2 separate regions of the Mus musculus genome follow, and region 1 is linked to region 2. The links are chromatin contacts, called in public HiChIP or PLAC-seq maps. All regions are on one chromosome and are shown on one strand. The core of a region is the stretch at or near the end of the contact, and the rest is flanking DNA. Distances in the headings are between cores, read along the strand shown. Region 1 overlaps Exoc2 (exocyst complex component 2). Region 2 holds the start of Irf4 (interferon regulatory factor 4).

Region 1 (7,467 bases), core at 935-3,434, 120 kb before region 2:
AAGATGGCCACTGTGGTGACTGCAGTATACATTTTGGGGTTACGTAAACAGACGCAATACAGCACCTGCATCTTGAGTGTTAAAAGTGCCTCGGCTGTTTCCTGCTGCTGCAGAGTTGCCTGGATGGACAGGTGGGGAAGCAGAAGGCATGACATTTCCTTCCTGGCATTTGCCCTTCCAGCCTTCTTTTTTCCTCCCAGTCCCCTCTTTTATTTGAACATAGGTTATATGACAAAGCCAAAACCAAATCCCTGTAAGCAATCTGATAGAGGCATTTTCTCAATTGAGGTTCCTTTTCCCAGATAACTCTAGCTTATAGGAAACAAAAACAAAACAAAACAAAACACAGTAAGAACAAGTGTCAAGAGCTAAGGGAAGCCATGAAGTGGATTGAAATAGCTGTTCCATGTGAATCTAGGAAGAAAGTGGGGTAGAGGAGATGGACCTGAAGGAAGGAGCCTTTGAAACTCAGACTGTACCAGCCACCTGTCCCAACTATGCTTTTGTTTTCTTGGTCTCTCAGAAGGAGCCTTATTAATGCACAGTGACCGTTCTGATCTTTGTTCCCTTCCCAGCTCCCAGCAAACGCTGTGTAACCCATCAGCCATGTCCTAGCTGATTTGTGTGCACCCTGACTTGGAGGGCTACTCCAAGCCTCCCATCTTTCTCTAGTTAGAGAGGAGAGCAAGGTGGTTCCATGTCCATCTCCCAAGAGGTGCGGAGGTGCACCAGGTTGTCAGCGGTCTCCCAGGGTTTTCACTTTCACTCCTCACAACAGCTTACCTGTCCATCACTTCCCAAGTTATGTTCCTTTGTTTCCAAAATCTGTGCCTGTGTTCTTCCCTAGTGGAGGGATCTCATCAGATCTGACTTGTGTTCTGAGAGGACCCAGATCCTCTCAGGGTTGTATTATTCAGAAGGAAATGGATAACATTGAAAAAGATCTAGATTTTGAGTCAGAAGACTTTATTCACAGTCTCAAGGGTTCATTGCTGGTGCTGACTAGGAGTACAGAGAAGTACTACATAAGACTCATTCCTTCATATACAGAGACTATTATGGTCAAATGTACATCTCTATACCAGGTACAAACAAACTTCAGATTAACCATCTAAGTTTAAGAATTAGATTCTTGTTATTCTGTTTTCTTCCCACTTTCATGTAATGTTCAATATAACATACACAAACAAAATGTACTTGCTGAGAGTTAGTCTTTAGATTACTGAAGTAGTTCTCACTTTGAAGAGGGTCCAGAAGTCTTGTAATGGAGAAACCAAGTCAGCACAGTGGGGGAACAGGGCAGGATAGACTTGCACACTCAATCAACTAGAATGGAAGTCTTAATCCTAAATGAAAGACTGGTAAAGGACAGGCTTGAAGCCACTTGAGACATTGAGGGGGTTCTGTGTGTTTGGAGTAGCTGCTGCAAAGTCATTTACTTCCTGCACTATGAGAAGAATGTGTTAGGATAAAACAGAAGGTAGCAGAAGGGAAGATGGCCTCACATGCCCAGCTAGCTTAGTTTCTCTGCCATTCTGCCATATATTCACTTTAGAAAAATAATGTCATTTACAGTATGACTTCCTCTGGCCTTTTTTATATTCCATTTCCTATCTAAAAGTTATTTCAGGGCCCCTAGCAGCAGCCTTCTGTTTTTCTGGGCTATTTAATGGTGTTGTAGGCTTTATATATGCCTGTTGATGACCAAAAAGCCAGGCGTACATATGTACATATATATATAATTGGTTTTTTGAGACAAGGTTTCTCTGTATAGCCCTGGCTGTCCTGGAATTCACTTTGTAGACCAGGCTGGCCTCGAACTCAGAAATCCACCTGCCTCTGCCTCCCAAGTGCTGGGATTAAAGGCATGCACCACCACGCCTGGCTTTTTGTGCTGAAAATAATGACAGGCACTTGTAATGAAGAAGTGGGGAGATATATAATTACCAGAAGATGGATTTGCTTGCTTATTGACTTTAGAGACTTTAGTTCATCCTTTAGTCCCCACACCTCAAAGAGCAAGAACCTCTGTTTTTCTGCATTTTCTCCCCTGGAGTACTTAACTGTAAGTTACTCTGATTCTGCACAGAAAGAGTAACCAAGTGTGGGTGAGAACTGTTCCTGGAAAGTGGTTTTGCCTTAGTTTTAGTCAAGGATCTCCACTGAGGGCCCTGGATGAGTCACCATTCCAGAGAATGCCTCCCACTTATAGGAGCTCAGGCCCAGGCTGCCCTGAAGTGAACCACAGCAGCAGCAGAGCAGGGGCCATTCCTAGAATTTTATTTACAGATAGAGTTCTTCTGAACTGTAAAAATCCACTGTATTCATTAGACTACAATTATAGTCTAACAATTTTGTAAGGAATTGTTTAGGTGGACAGAGCCTTGAAGACTGTAACAGCAGGAGGCATTCTTCCCCTCTCCCTGTCTTTTGGGGAGGCTGGCATGGACATGGGATGGGACTGGGCCCCAGGACACTGGGCCAAGGAAGGAACAAGGAGCCCTTCAGATAGATAGTATGGCATTAAAATGTTCTCTCAAGTTGTGGATGATTCATAAACCATTTTCTAATAGTTCCTACACTTTATGTAGTTATTCATAATATCAACTTGTTTGGCCTTTGTGTACATAAAATGTTAAATGGAACATTTGACTCTTCCTTTGGAGGATATTGGAAGTAGGACACAGAGCCTTGAGCATTCCAGAAAAGGTTTCACTGTTGAGTTTCTACCCCAAATCCCTGTTTAAATCCTCAGTGTTATGCTTCTCTGTGTGTTAATTTTAGGACACAGCCAAGAAAACCAAGGCATAGGATATTGATGTTAAAGGGCAGAAGCCTATCACTGTACTTAATACAAGATCAGGATTATCTCTTAAATTCACCAGTACTGTCTAAGTTTGTTATGGTCTGTTTGAATTACAGGAGCAGAGGCTTTTGATAGTCCTGAGTAATTGCTGCTATTTAGAACGTCACACCTTCCTAAACATAGCAGAACATTTTGAAAAACACAACTTCCAGGGAATAGAGAAAATAACACAGGTAAGTGCTTTGTAGTTAGTAGGCAAGTCCAGCGCTTTGCCACATTATCGTCTCAGCACCTCTTGCCTCCCTGTACCCCAGTTCCCCAGGCCCCATGCTCACTCTTCACCCTACCCATCTGAGAATGATTTCCTTCCTCACTTTAAATTGTTAATGTAACACTGCTTTACTCAGGAGCAAAACTGTCTGATGGTTGAACTGGTTAACTTAACCCTGTTCTAAAAGTCTGTTCAAAGGTCAGGCAAGACAATCAGGAGAAAAAAGTCAAACCTAAATCTAAGAATCTTCCCCATTGACTCCTGACGGAAGAAACCTTGAGGCACTGCTGAGAGCAACCCTGATCCTAACTGCAAGGGATCACTTCCTGCTGATCCAACCTCTGCCTCCTGTCTTCTCTTCCCGACTGCAGCCCTCCCTTAGCCTGTCTGCTTAAGCACACCCTGTTCTCCTGAGGCTGGCCCTTCCTTCCTTCCTTCCTTCCTTCCTTCCTTCCTTCCTTCCTTCCTTCCTTCCTTCCTTCCTTCCTTCCTTCCTTCCTGACTTCACTACAACTTTTGCTTGCTTCGCGCTCCACCTGCTGGATGTAGGCAAAAATGTGCATGTGCATGCAGATCAGTGGAACCAGTTTTGTGCTTTAGAATGTTTGCTGTCTTGTTTATAGTTTTTCAAATAAGCAGAAAGGGAGAGAGAGGAAAAAAAAAGAAGTTCCTTGTTGCTAAAGGTTGGCTAGTTCCTGAGCAAAGTTTATCAGATTTCTGGGTAAAACTGAGCCACTGTCTAATGCCAGCATACTTTTCTCAGTGAAGAAAAGAAGAAAGATAATCATCTTGTCAATCATATAATCAGAGTTTACTCTCAGTGGACGATCTACTTTTTATAAATGATGCTTCCAGTTCGTAAACTGGCTTGGGTTTTTTTTTTTTAAATAAATGAAAATGTCAGAGTGGGTGGCTCTGTCTTGTTTTCCTGCCTTTCGTAAAGATTAATCATCCTGCTGATAAATGTTGTGACTTGAGGCTTTGAGGTTGAATGTCTAGTTTATTTCCAGAAAGCTTTCATGTTCATAATTACAAGATCTGTGCAAGGGGGAGGAGGCTTTGTTTTTATTCAGAAAAATCGTAACGTGACTGTATGTACATATGAAGAACTTTATTGTTTTTGCCCTTAATGATATGTGATGTCATTAAGAATTGCATATGAAAGAAGCAATGTTTGACATTTAAGTTTTTGTGAAATAATAAGCAGAAATTATGTTGCTTTACTTTATACTATTAAGAAGCAAAATGAAACTAATATAAAGGGAGGTTTTTGATCTCTTTTCCAGTCTGTGTCTGAATCACAGAGAAAGGTAATATGAAGGCCCGGGGAGAGCGCAGAATAAGCAGTAGGCTTTTTGACCACTCAGCAGTATGAGCTTTAAAAAAATTATTTCTTGAGTGTCTTGAAACTATTCAGTTGTGGCTGCAGTGACTAGAGTAAAGCGATGTGGACACCCACTGGCTGTACTGTGTGCCGTGTGCCGAAGCTCTCATTTTCATGGTGTCAAGCAAGAAAAACCCACTTGCTCTGAAGAAAAAAATAGGTCACTCATAGCCCTTATTTTTCACAGTTCATGATATACTCAAGGAAATGAAACTAATTGATTAATGTGCATCATTTTAACATGCGACACTAAGTGGTGATTCACTAGATAAGAATATCCCTGTAAGGTTCCACCTTAAAGCAGGCCCCTTGAGGCCTCTGTAACTTCTGGGTCACAGGGAGCAACTGCTGTGTGCCTAGAAAGTTCCACCTACTCATCCATTTTCTCGTTGTATTTGTTAAAGACCTAATTACACATATGTGCACACACACACACTCTTGACTTTTTTTAATTTATTTTTTTAATTAGGTATTTTCTTCATTTACATTTCAAATGCTATCCCAAAAGTCCCCCAGACCCTCACCCCCACACACACACTCCCCTACCCACCCACTCCCACTTCTTGGCCCTGGCGTTCCCCCGTACTGAGGTATATAAAGTTTGCAAGACCAAGGGGCCTCTCTTTCCACTGATGGCCGACTAGGCCATCTTCTGCTACATATGCAGCTACAGACACAAGCTCCGGGGGTACTGGTTAGTTTTAATTGGTTCTTTGTGAGTTTCACATCACGCTCTCCAGTCCTGCACACCTCCCCATCCCAGCATATCTGCCCTTTGCTCTTGCAATCTACCTCCCTTCCCAATACACACAAACAAACAAATAAACAAACAAAAGCAAAGCATAGAAAACTATCTCATCATGGAAGAATGAAAATGTCACAATGTATGCCATGGTATACTGCCTCTGTCCACACACTTTCACTTTCAAATGTTCATTGCAATGACCTAACTATATTTTTGAAAAGGAGAGATAAAAATCAAGGTCATCTTTAATGTACTAGACTAAGTATTTATTTAATAAGACATATCCCTTCTGACTTGTCCCGTCACCCCCATAGTAAGTCTAGACCTGTCCCGAGTCACCTGCATTCACACACAGTGGATCCGTATCTCCTCACTCCCCGTCGCTGACCTCACGTGGGACCCCGAGATTTGTAAGCTCCTGGTAATACATACCCACGTTGCTTTGGGGGGGGGGGGGCTGATCACATTGTGTTTTGATCATCGTTTCCCAGCATAATTTTTAATTGTATAATATCCATTTGTATACTTTAATTTGCATGGAAAATGACTGCTTTTACATTTTTATTGCCTGTGTTGTAGAAGAAATAGCTAGGAAGCATGTAGAGACCAAGGGAGATACAGAGGTTTGTTCTGAGGATGGAGACCAAATACAACACAGATCGAACTCCTCAGGAACATTTGTTGAGAATATCAGATCTGTGTGGAGGATAAGCCTTAACATGTTATTTTATTGTGGCAGCTATAAAGATGTAATTCCAGGGACTTGGGGGGGGGGGCGGGCGCGTGCATATGTTAGATGCAATCAATATTAAGGAAGCAAAGCTATACAACTGATTTACTATTTGTATAGTTAAAGATTCTTCCTGTCTGGAGAATGCAGACATTGATTAAGTATTAAATGCATTACTGAACTTCTATTTAAGCTCCTAACCAGAAATTCCACTCAGGAGGGTAAGGGGACAGTTTCTTTTCATCACAGATGCAGGCAAATCTTTTATATCTAGCAACCAATTTAAAGTATTTCTTACGACTTGAACCATAGGTATTATGTCCATTAGGTCCATTCTTTTTAGCTTACCTGAGTATACTTCTTAGACCTTGAGGCATTTGAATTTACTGATGAATTTATGAATCACTGCAGCCGTGTTTCCTTCCTGCTGTGTTATCTGTGGCTCTGCTTGTTTCGTCTTCCTCATTTCTTCATCAGACTACGTTCATTAAATTTTGCTAAGAAGGTATTTTTAATGTTTTATTGATTCTTTGAGAATTTCATATCATGCACCCTAATCCCACTCATTTCCCACTCCTTTATATCTGCCCTCCACCCTTGCAACCACCCCCCAAAGAAAACCAAACCAAACCAAACTAAAACAACAACAAAACATCTTGTCATGGAAACTGTAGTATGTCACAGTGTGTGTCATATGGTACACCCTTTTGTCTCCACATTTTACCTTGCAAATGTTTGTTGTAATCAGTCATTGGTCTGGTTTGAGGCCTCTGGCTTCTGCTATACTATCAACCCTGGATCCTCACTAGGACTCTTCTCTGATATCCTGTTGTTGCCCTGTGTCATGGAGATCTTGGAGGTTTGGATCTGCCAGACCAGCTCCTTTATCAGCTCCAGCAGTTCATAAATGGGGTAGATCTTGGAGTGGGCTAACTAAAAGCCCTAGATCTGGGCTTGAGTGGTAGCTAAGTTGGTCTGCACACCAGCTCTCCTGCACCCACGCCACCAGGGAGAGCTCTTCAGTGCTATCCTGGCTATCTCACCCAATCCCAGTCCTCCCACATGCCACCGGGGCCAGTTCCACACTCCTGCCCAGTGAGGTGTAGATCCTGCTCTCCCGAGTGCTACAACTGGTGAGGGCCAGTCCCAGCTCTCCTGTTCTCATAACCCAGGGCCAGCTCTCCCACCTGTCACAGGCTAAACCCTAACCCTGACTGCTACAGCCAGTGAGAGACAGGGCTAGCTCTCCCAACCATACTTCCAGAGCTAGCTCTCCCATGCTGTCCAAGGGAAGGGCCTAGGCTCAAATGGTTGCACAGGTTCTTCATATTCACCCCTTTGTTAGTCCCACTTTTCTCCACAGTGTAGGAACCTCTCCCTCAGCTTCACTTTCTCTCGCATCTCTCCATCTTTCTCATCTCACTATCACATATTCGCTCTTTGTAGTGGCACCCATGGTGGATGCTTGCTTGGGTGCCTTTCTTCTGGCCACACTGGAACAGGTGCTTGGGTCTTTTTATTAAATTATTTT
Region 2 (6,815 bases), core at 1,585-4,084:
CACACCCATGGGGCTTAAAGTCTGCCAGGTCATCCTATACTAACACCACAGGGTTGTCACTTATAACAGAGAGGACATGGGCAAAAGGACATCTGGGCTTAACCTACAGCAGAGGTAGGACGTGACTGTCTCTAGGAAGAAGGGCTCTCTGAGTGCCATAATGCCTTTATCCTGCCACCTGGGCTGGGAAAACCCCTTACCTTTTTTGGCTCCCTCTGGAACAATCCTGTACACCTTGTATGGGTCAGAGATATCCAGCTGGCTCCTCTCGACCAATTCCTCAAAGTCATTGCTCTTGTTCAGAGCACATCGTAATCTTGTCTTCCAAGTAGGAGGATCTGGCTTGTCGATCCCTTCTCGGAACTTGCCTTTAAACAATGCCCAAGCCTAAGAACGATGAGAAGAAAAGTCAAGCCCAGAGCGTCAAAAGAATTCTATGGATTGCATTTCAGCAAGGAAGGTTACTGTTTCAAATTTGCTGTTGCCTGAAATGTGGAACATGATGTTAGTGGGGTCCTGAGACCCCTAGTATGGGCTGTACACGCCCAGCGCCTGAATCAAGTGTGGGCAAGACTGGGGACAGAGCTGTGGAGGGGGCAGGCCCCAGAGAGGACATCTACAAAATCACAGAGGTACTTTGAACAAATTCCCGCAGGAAGTCCCCTTCCTCGGCCTGCTGGCAGGTGGAGGCTGGGGGCTTCACAGTTCAGTGAGCCAGTTCTCTGGGGACATCAGTCCTAAGGGACTCACACGGGGTCGGAGGGGGATACCAGAGAAAGACTCGGAATAGTCAAAGCTACTCAAAGAAAGAAAATCAGAGATCGCAGCTTCTAGAACTAGAACCAGACAGTAGAGGTGCCCAATCAAAGAAACAAAACCCAGAGAGAGAAACTCAGAAAAATAACAAAACACAGAGAGACAGGGAAGCAGAGAGTGGCCCTAGCAGTCGGTGGTGGTGGCAGGAAACAGCGAATGGGCTATGCAAACGGAACCTCGGTCCCCCAGAGATGCCCCTGAAGCTGGAAGTTCTTTCCTCCACACAAACAGTATTGGGACCTGGTTTCTTGTGTATGCAATCCCCGGAGAGTTTGCAACCTCTTTCCCTTCTCCTGGGGACTTTGCCTAAGCAGGGTCCAATGCTTGATGCTCTGGCCTCCTCCTTGCAGGAGCCCACCTCTTAGTCCCTTGCCCGGGAGCCACAGACATTCAGAGCTTTCAGATTCCCCATCCCCACCCCCACCCCTGCCCAGGGATCCCTGAATGCTGCTAACCTTGAAGAGGGCAGCGTCCTCCTCACGATTGTAGTCCTGCTTGCCCGCGTGTTTCCACGGGATGCGGAAGACGCTCTTCTCCTCGTTCTCCCACACCAGCCCGGGGTACTTGCCGCTGTCGATCTGGTCGATCAACCACTGTCGGAGTTTCCCATTGCCGCAGCTCACTGCGCTCATGCCGAACTCTGAGCCCCGGCTGCCCGTCTCCAAGTTCATGACGCGTGCGGACCTCCTCCTGGGCTTGTGCGCTGAGGAGAGACACACATTCCCTGCAACTACCTTCGCATCACTTTGGAGGCGGGAGGAAGCCCCGTCCCAAACTCTTGCAGTGCCCACGAGGCCCCGAGTCTCTGAGGCTGCCAAGGTGCTCGGGTGCAGTGCCAGAGTCTCCGAAGTCCCCCAAGAGAAGGTACTTTGACGAAGGTATAGAGAGCATCCCTTGGCGCGCACCATCCTCCTCCTCCTCCTCCTCCTCCTCCTTTTTTTTTTGCCTGTCTGTTCTTTCTTTTATTAAAAAAATTAGGTAATTTCTTCATTTACATTTACATTAACACGCTCCGTTGAAAGCTCCTAGCTACACAGCTTCTCTGCAGATCCCAAGTCTTGCGCCACGCTGGGGCGCTCACTTTGCTCACTCGTCCCTCTGTGCTGGATCCAAGTAGCTTTCATCCCACTTTTCCCTCACTGTTTCTACACTTGCCCCTTCCTGGGTTTAGGTTGCCCTGGCTGCCCCAGGCGAAAAGGACCTGGCACATGGACTAGCCCTTGTCCAGGTCCTGTGTCCCTGCCATGCAGGTTTGCGGTACCTAGCTTACTCTCTTGACTTTCTTCTATGACACCCTTACTTTGTCCTCGGAATAACCCCAGGCCTACCCAACCAGAGACCATCACGTGGGTCCTGGAAGCAACAAGTGGAAGTCTGGTTATGGGGCAAGCAGCGCAGCCAAGAAACAGGAGATTCCAACCTGCAGAATGTCAGCGTGAACCCTGGCAGGAATGAAGCCGAGGCTGGGAATAAGGGGTGCTGCGGACAGCAACACTAGCACTCTTGCCAGAGAAGTGAAGAAGGGGCATGCGGGGAAAGGGGCTCTGAGCACCCTAAGTTTGGAGCTCTCAGCTCTTCTTGGCTGCCCGGCCTAGGAATCACGCTCTGGAGCCCTAGATGAGTTTGGGTCCTTTAGGAACCAGGGCTGGAAAGGAGCTTTCCACTGGAGCAGAGAGAGTCAGAGGCTGTCCCTCTGAGGACAAGCTGTGGCCAGTGCGATCCTTTGATGACACCACAGTCCCATTAGCTCGTCCCGCCCAGCCCGTGGGGGATGTTCTGGAACTCCCACCCAAACAGCTTCATACAAAACCCGAAGTGCACAGGTCCTAGGGCAGCGTAGATGAGCGGAGCCTGGGTCCGCTATCTCAGCATTCTCCCTCAGGCTCAGAGATGGAAGCCAGGCTTCCTCTGCCACCAGCCTCACACTCCTCCTTCTGCCCGACTACAGGCCTTACCTCACCCGCACTCTTAGCTGAGGGCAGCAAAGGGTCCCAAGTTCAAGTGGTGAAACTAGGAAAGTGAGGTGAGAAAGAGGAACTTTATAGAGCCGGAGGCGGAGTGCAGGGCGGGCGCTTCGGCCCCGCCTTGAGAGGGCGTGGCTTGCCCATACCCAGGACCGCCCCCCACCTCTGCCTTGTGCCTGGGTGTCCCGCAGGAACAGGAGCTTCGGACTAGAGCCCACCGGGTCAAGGGCTGTCCCACTTCAGACAAACCCTGGCTTTCTTCAGCTCCTCCTGTGGAGGGGGCTGGGGACTCTGATGTACTCAGAAATCCTCAACCGGATGGGACAAGTCGGTATGGCCCGTTCCTGTGAAGGTGGAGGCATGCAAAGGGGATACTGGAATCTGCACTGAGCATAGCTGATAACTACTAACTGCTCATGGCCAGGTTGGGAAGTGATGGAGAGTCTGGAGCACAGGGAACTTGGTTCTCACAGCATGTGACAGAAGAGATAGACTGAGAGAGGTCGGGAGCATCCTTGGGCAAAGCGGAGTCTTGTCTCTCTGAGCGTTTAGAGAATATCACGCTCACTAAAAAGAAAAATAGAAAGGCAAGTTTATAAGCCGTGGCCCAAATACTGTGTTTGAAACGCTTATACATGTTGGGTGAATGAAACCGACGAATTGAGATGACTCAGACAAGCACAGTCCCCAAAGTTTCAATCATGGCAACATAAAAGAGATGGGGGATCCCTGAGTACTCAGGTAGTTAGCGCGCTTCCGGATGTCAATTCACCTTAAAATGATAATTTTAACCTCAGCCTCGTGGGAGGCAGTTGCCGGTGAGGTACCAATGCCCCAAATAGAACAGCTAGGCTGACTGAAGGTTTTACTTTATTTTCGTGTTTTCTTTGACCTTCATATGTAAACTCCATGAGCTTTTGCCGCTGACTTTCTCCAGCTCAGCTTGGATGCCTGGAGCTTATATGTTATCTTGGTGTTTTCAGGTAAGCAAGCAGACTACCAGTTTCTGTATCATTTTAGATTACCACCACCACAGGTCAACTTGGAGCGTTTGTAAAGATTTGACAACTTTTTCATTTCACATGTTTCTCAGTTTTTCTTTTAATCTTCCATCCTGGGTTCTGGACTTTAGGAGAAACATCTGATTTTGGCCACAGGAAAACTGGTGCAGAGATGCCCACCGGCATGTTTTTTTTTCCTAACATCAACAGGCTTTCTCAGAAATTAACAGGATGCCATGTCGTTCTTTCACCCCAATTAGTTTTCCATTGTCAGAGCCCTGGTAGTAAACAACAGAGTTTCGTTCAAAGAAAATTTTGGTCACACCCATTTTCCCCTCTTCTTCCTTTGGGGTTTCATTCATTCAAAAATATTCTTTGAACACCTTCTGTCTGTCGGGAACTATCCCGGTCACCAGAGACACACCTCGGAGCAAAGCAGAGATTGTAGCTTCAGATAGCACAGCCTTGCTGCTGAGGAATTACATTTCTTCAAAGCGTGCACAGACTAAGGACAGAAGCAGCCAACCCGAGGTTTTTGGTTTTTTTTTTTTTTCTTTTTTCTTTTTTTCACTTAGACACACGTGTCTTCTACCTTGACTTAGGCGGTTTCAACATTTTCCTCAGCCAATCTACATCCTCTGTTTTCAGAAGTTTAAACAACAGTCATTACAAGAAACCTTTTGAGACTTCACATGGTTATCTTGTTTAAAAGATATGATTACTAATCTTCAACGCCATCTTCTGGTTTACTCGCTCGCTCGTTGTGTGGATCCCCCAGAAGTGATAGTTTAACAGTGAGGTGAATGCAAGCAATAAGCTACCTAAATCATTAAAACTTCCTATTTTATTAGCATCTATTAGTTGCACACAGCAGTGATGGGTTTCATTATGACATTACCTTCATCTCCTCTGTCGCCATTTCTTACCACTCGTCCCTCCAGCCCTCCCCACCCCATGTCTTTAACCAGTCTGCCTTTTACTTTCTTACCCCTGCCCCCAGCATGGGAAAACATGTGAGACACACATTTATTTCACACCACACGACATATTGAGTTCCAGTTTCAACCGTTCCTTGCAAACAGCATACCCCGGTTTCTCTTTTTAGTTGAATGTGATTCCCTTGTGAATCACATGCTCCCATTGTTGCTGGTGGAGAGGAAGGAATGGCCAGGTGGGCCCTTCTAGCTGACCACTAAGAACTTCTTAAATCACAGTCAGACTTGAAAGAATGGGGACAATTTTGCCAGTAGGCAATTTCCCATCCTCTTTCGCACTGACACTTAAGAAAATCGATACATGTCACAGTGAGATGGCGGACTGTTGTTTGAAAAATGTCACAGGAAATTAGTGAATTGAGCATCCGTCCCAAAGGCAGAGCTCCATACTCCCCGAGGAGATTACTAATGTTATTGGGCTAAGGAGCCACTGAGCAGTGATCGAGGTCTGAATGGGGCAAACTTTTCATTCATACTTCCCATAAAAAGACGGTAAGAAAAGCTAGACTGCAGCTCAGTATTTTGAGAATTGACCTTTTAAAATTATACATTCACAAGTAAGAACAAGTGGTTTATAGAGCCAGTCAGTGTTAGATACTCAGAAAGACATTATTCAGCCTAGGGTGTACCGTGGCAGTAGAATGCTTGTCTTGTGTGTGGAAGGCACTGGGTTCAATTCCCAGTACTCTCTCTTCCAAGAGACGGAGACCTTGTTTCGGATAAATGTATTTTCTGATGACCTCACTCTTTTAAAATGAGAACTACATTTGTTTTTGTTTTGTTTTGTTTTGTTTTGTTTTGTTTTGAAGTAAAATTCTATCTTTGGGAAAAATTATTTTATAAAACATTAAAAAATAAAACAGGAAAGAAAAAAACTTTGTTGTTTTAATGCATTGCCTCTGATTTAAAACGAAGACAAAACCTCTGATGCTTTGATTCCAGGTGCATGGACTAACGCCCACTGTGAGCCCTGACAACCACTTCATGATACATGGACGAGAGGAGGTGTCTAGAGTTCACAGGGGTGAAAGCGTGGGTGGTGAGTTAACTTTCCCACGTTCAAGAGTGGCGGTGACCCTGCTTTCTGCAGTGCTCTGACAACAAAATTATGTGCATCGCAAGTGCTCACCCACTTGGACTATGATTACGTATATCCTACATTAGCCCTTGGGAACTGTCACAGACATAATGATATGCACCCTTCAAATGTACCTGTATGGTGTTCAGGGCAACGCATTTTAGTCCAATTGTGCACATAAGAAGAGAGATCCAGAGAGGCCACTAGCCATCACTGTGACTTGCCCAAGAAGTAAGCTTTTGTGAACCTGTCTTACCCATGCATGCATCTATTTGCTCCACTTTGGGTTAAAGTCAGGGGTATGGGGAGATGGCTTAGTTGGTAAGAGTGCTTACTCTGCAAGCATAAAGACCTGAGTTCAAATTCTCAGCATCCATGTGAAAAAGCTGGGCATGGATCCCAAGAGCTAAACTGAACATTATTAGTAAAGTGATGTATTTGTGGGCAACAATACAACTATTTATTTTATATAAGGTCCCGAATATACCTTAACTGAAATTGCAAAAATCCTCTAAGTGTTTTGTGACTTCAGACAATTCCAGTATCAAACATCCCCAGATCATCAGCCATTGAGGAGAAGTTGTTGGGAACACATTTAATACCAGGAGTCAATGCATATGGTAGAAAAAAAAACCACATTCAATCCTATAGAAGATGAGACTTGTCATTTTCATCAATCATGTAATAAGGAGTCACAAAGTCTGTGACTCTAGAGCAACATTGTCCCTTTCTTCCTTCGTCATGTTTATAAACAACCAACTGTTCCCTTTTTGTCTCCTTTGATTGTGAGCATTCTAAGAAGTTTCCCTGTAATGCTCCGTTCTCTGACTTGTAATGTTTGCTACGTAAATAGTGACGTGGCTCTAAGCAAGGAAACACTTGATGCTGCCAATTCCCGTTCCCAAGCCAACAAAAATGCAAATACTCTGTAATCACTGGGGACAATTTTTCGAAAACTGAA

Evidence for each region. HiChIP or PLAC-seq counts read pairs in DNA pulled down with a chosen protein or histone mark.
Region 1: a BATF HiChIP or PLAC-seq map of CD8 T cells shows a contact between it and region 2, with 16 read pairs. The contact joins the enhancer-like site here to the promoter of Irf4 in region 2. A contact is called at or near these places in 1 of 39 promoter capture datasets (macrophages), 2 of 15 datasets of contacts at CTCF or cohesin (large pre-B cells and pro-B cells), 8 of 484 Hi-C or Micro-C datasets (the 63-12 cell line, CD8 T cells, Th1 cells and 4 more), 9 of 115 datasets of contacts at active chromatin or transcription factors (the 230-238 cell line, CD8 T cells, Th17 cells and 5 more) and 4 of 9 other capture datasets (adipose tissue, liver, macrophages and 1 more).

Annotation. Positions count from the first base shown.
Region 1 is chr13:30,860,403-30,867,869 of GRCm38.p6, reverse strand. It overlaps Exoc2 (exocyst complex component 2), which reads left to right. Exons shown (of 28, transcript NM_025588.2): 22 at 2,923-3,039. Among named protein-coding and RNA genes, the nearest start is that of Hus1b, 84 kb to the left of the region's middle. Within about 2 kb of position 2,184, at least 23 of the 459 cell types and tissues checked have an H3K27ac peak or open chromatin away from gene starts, as enhancers often do. A contact at or near this core is called in CD8 T cells, Th17 cells and Th2 cells, where this site is marked.
Region 2 is chr13:30,745,252-30,752,066 of GRCm38.p6, reverse strand. It overlaps Irf4 (interferon regulatory factor 4), which reads right to left and starts at 2,834. Exons shown (of 9, transcript NM_013674.2): 1 at 2,772-2,834; 2 at 1,272-1,519; 3 at 201-387. The coding sequence starts at 1,487.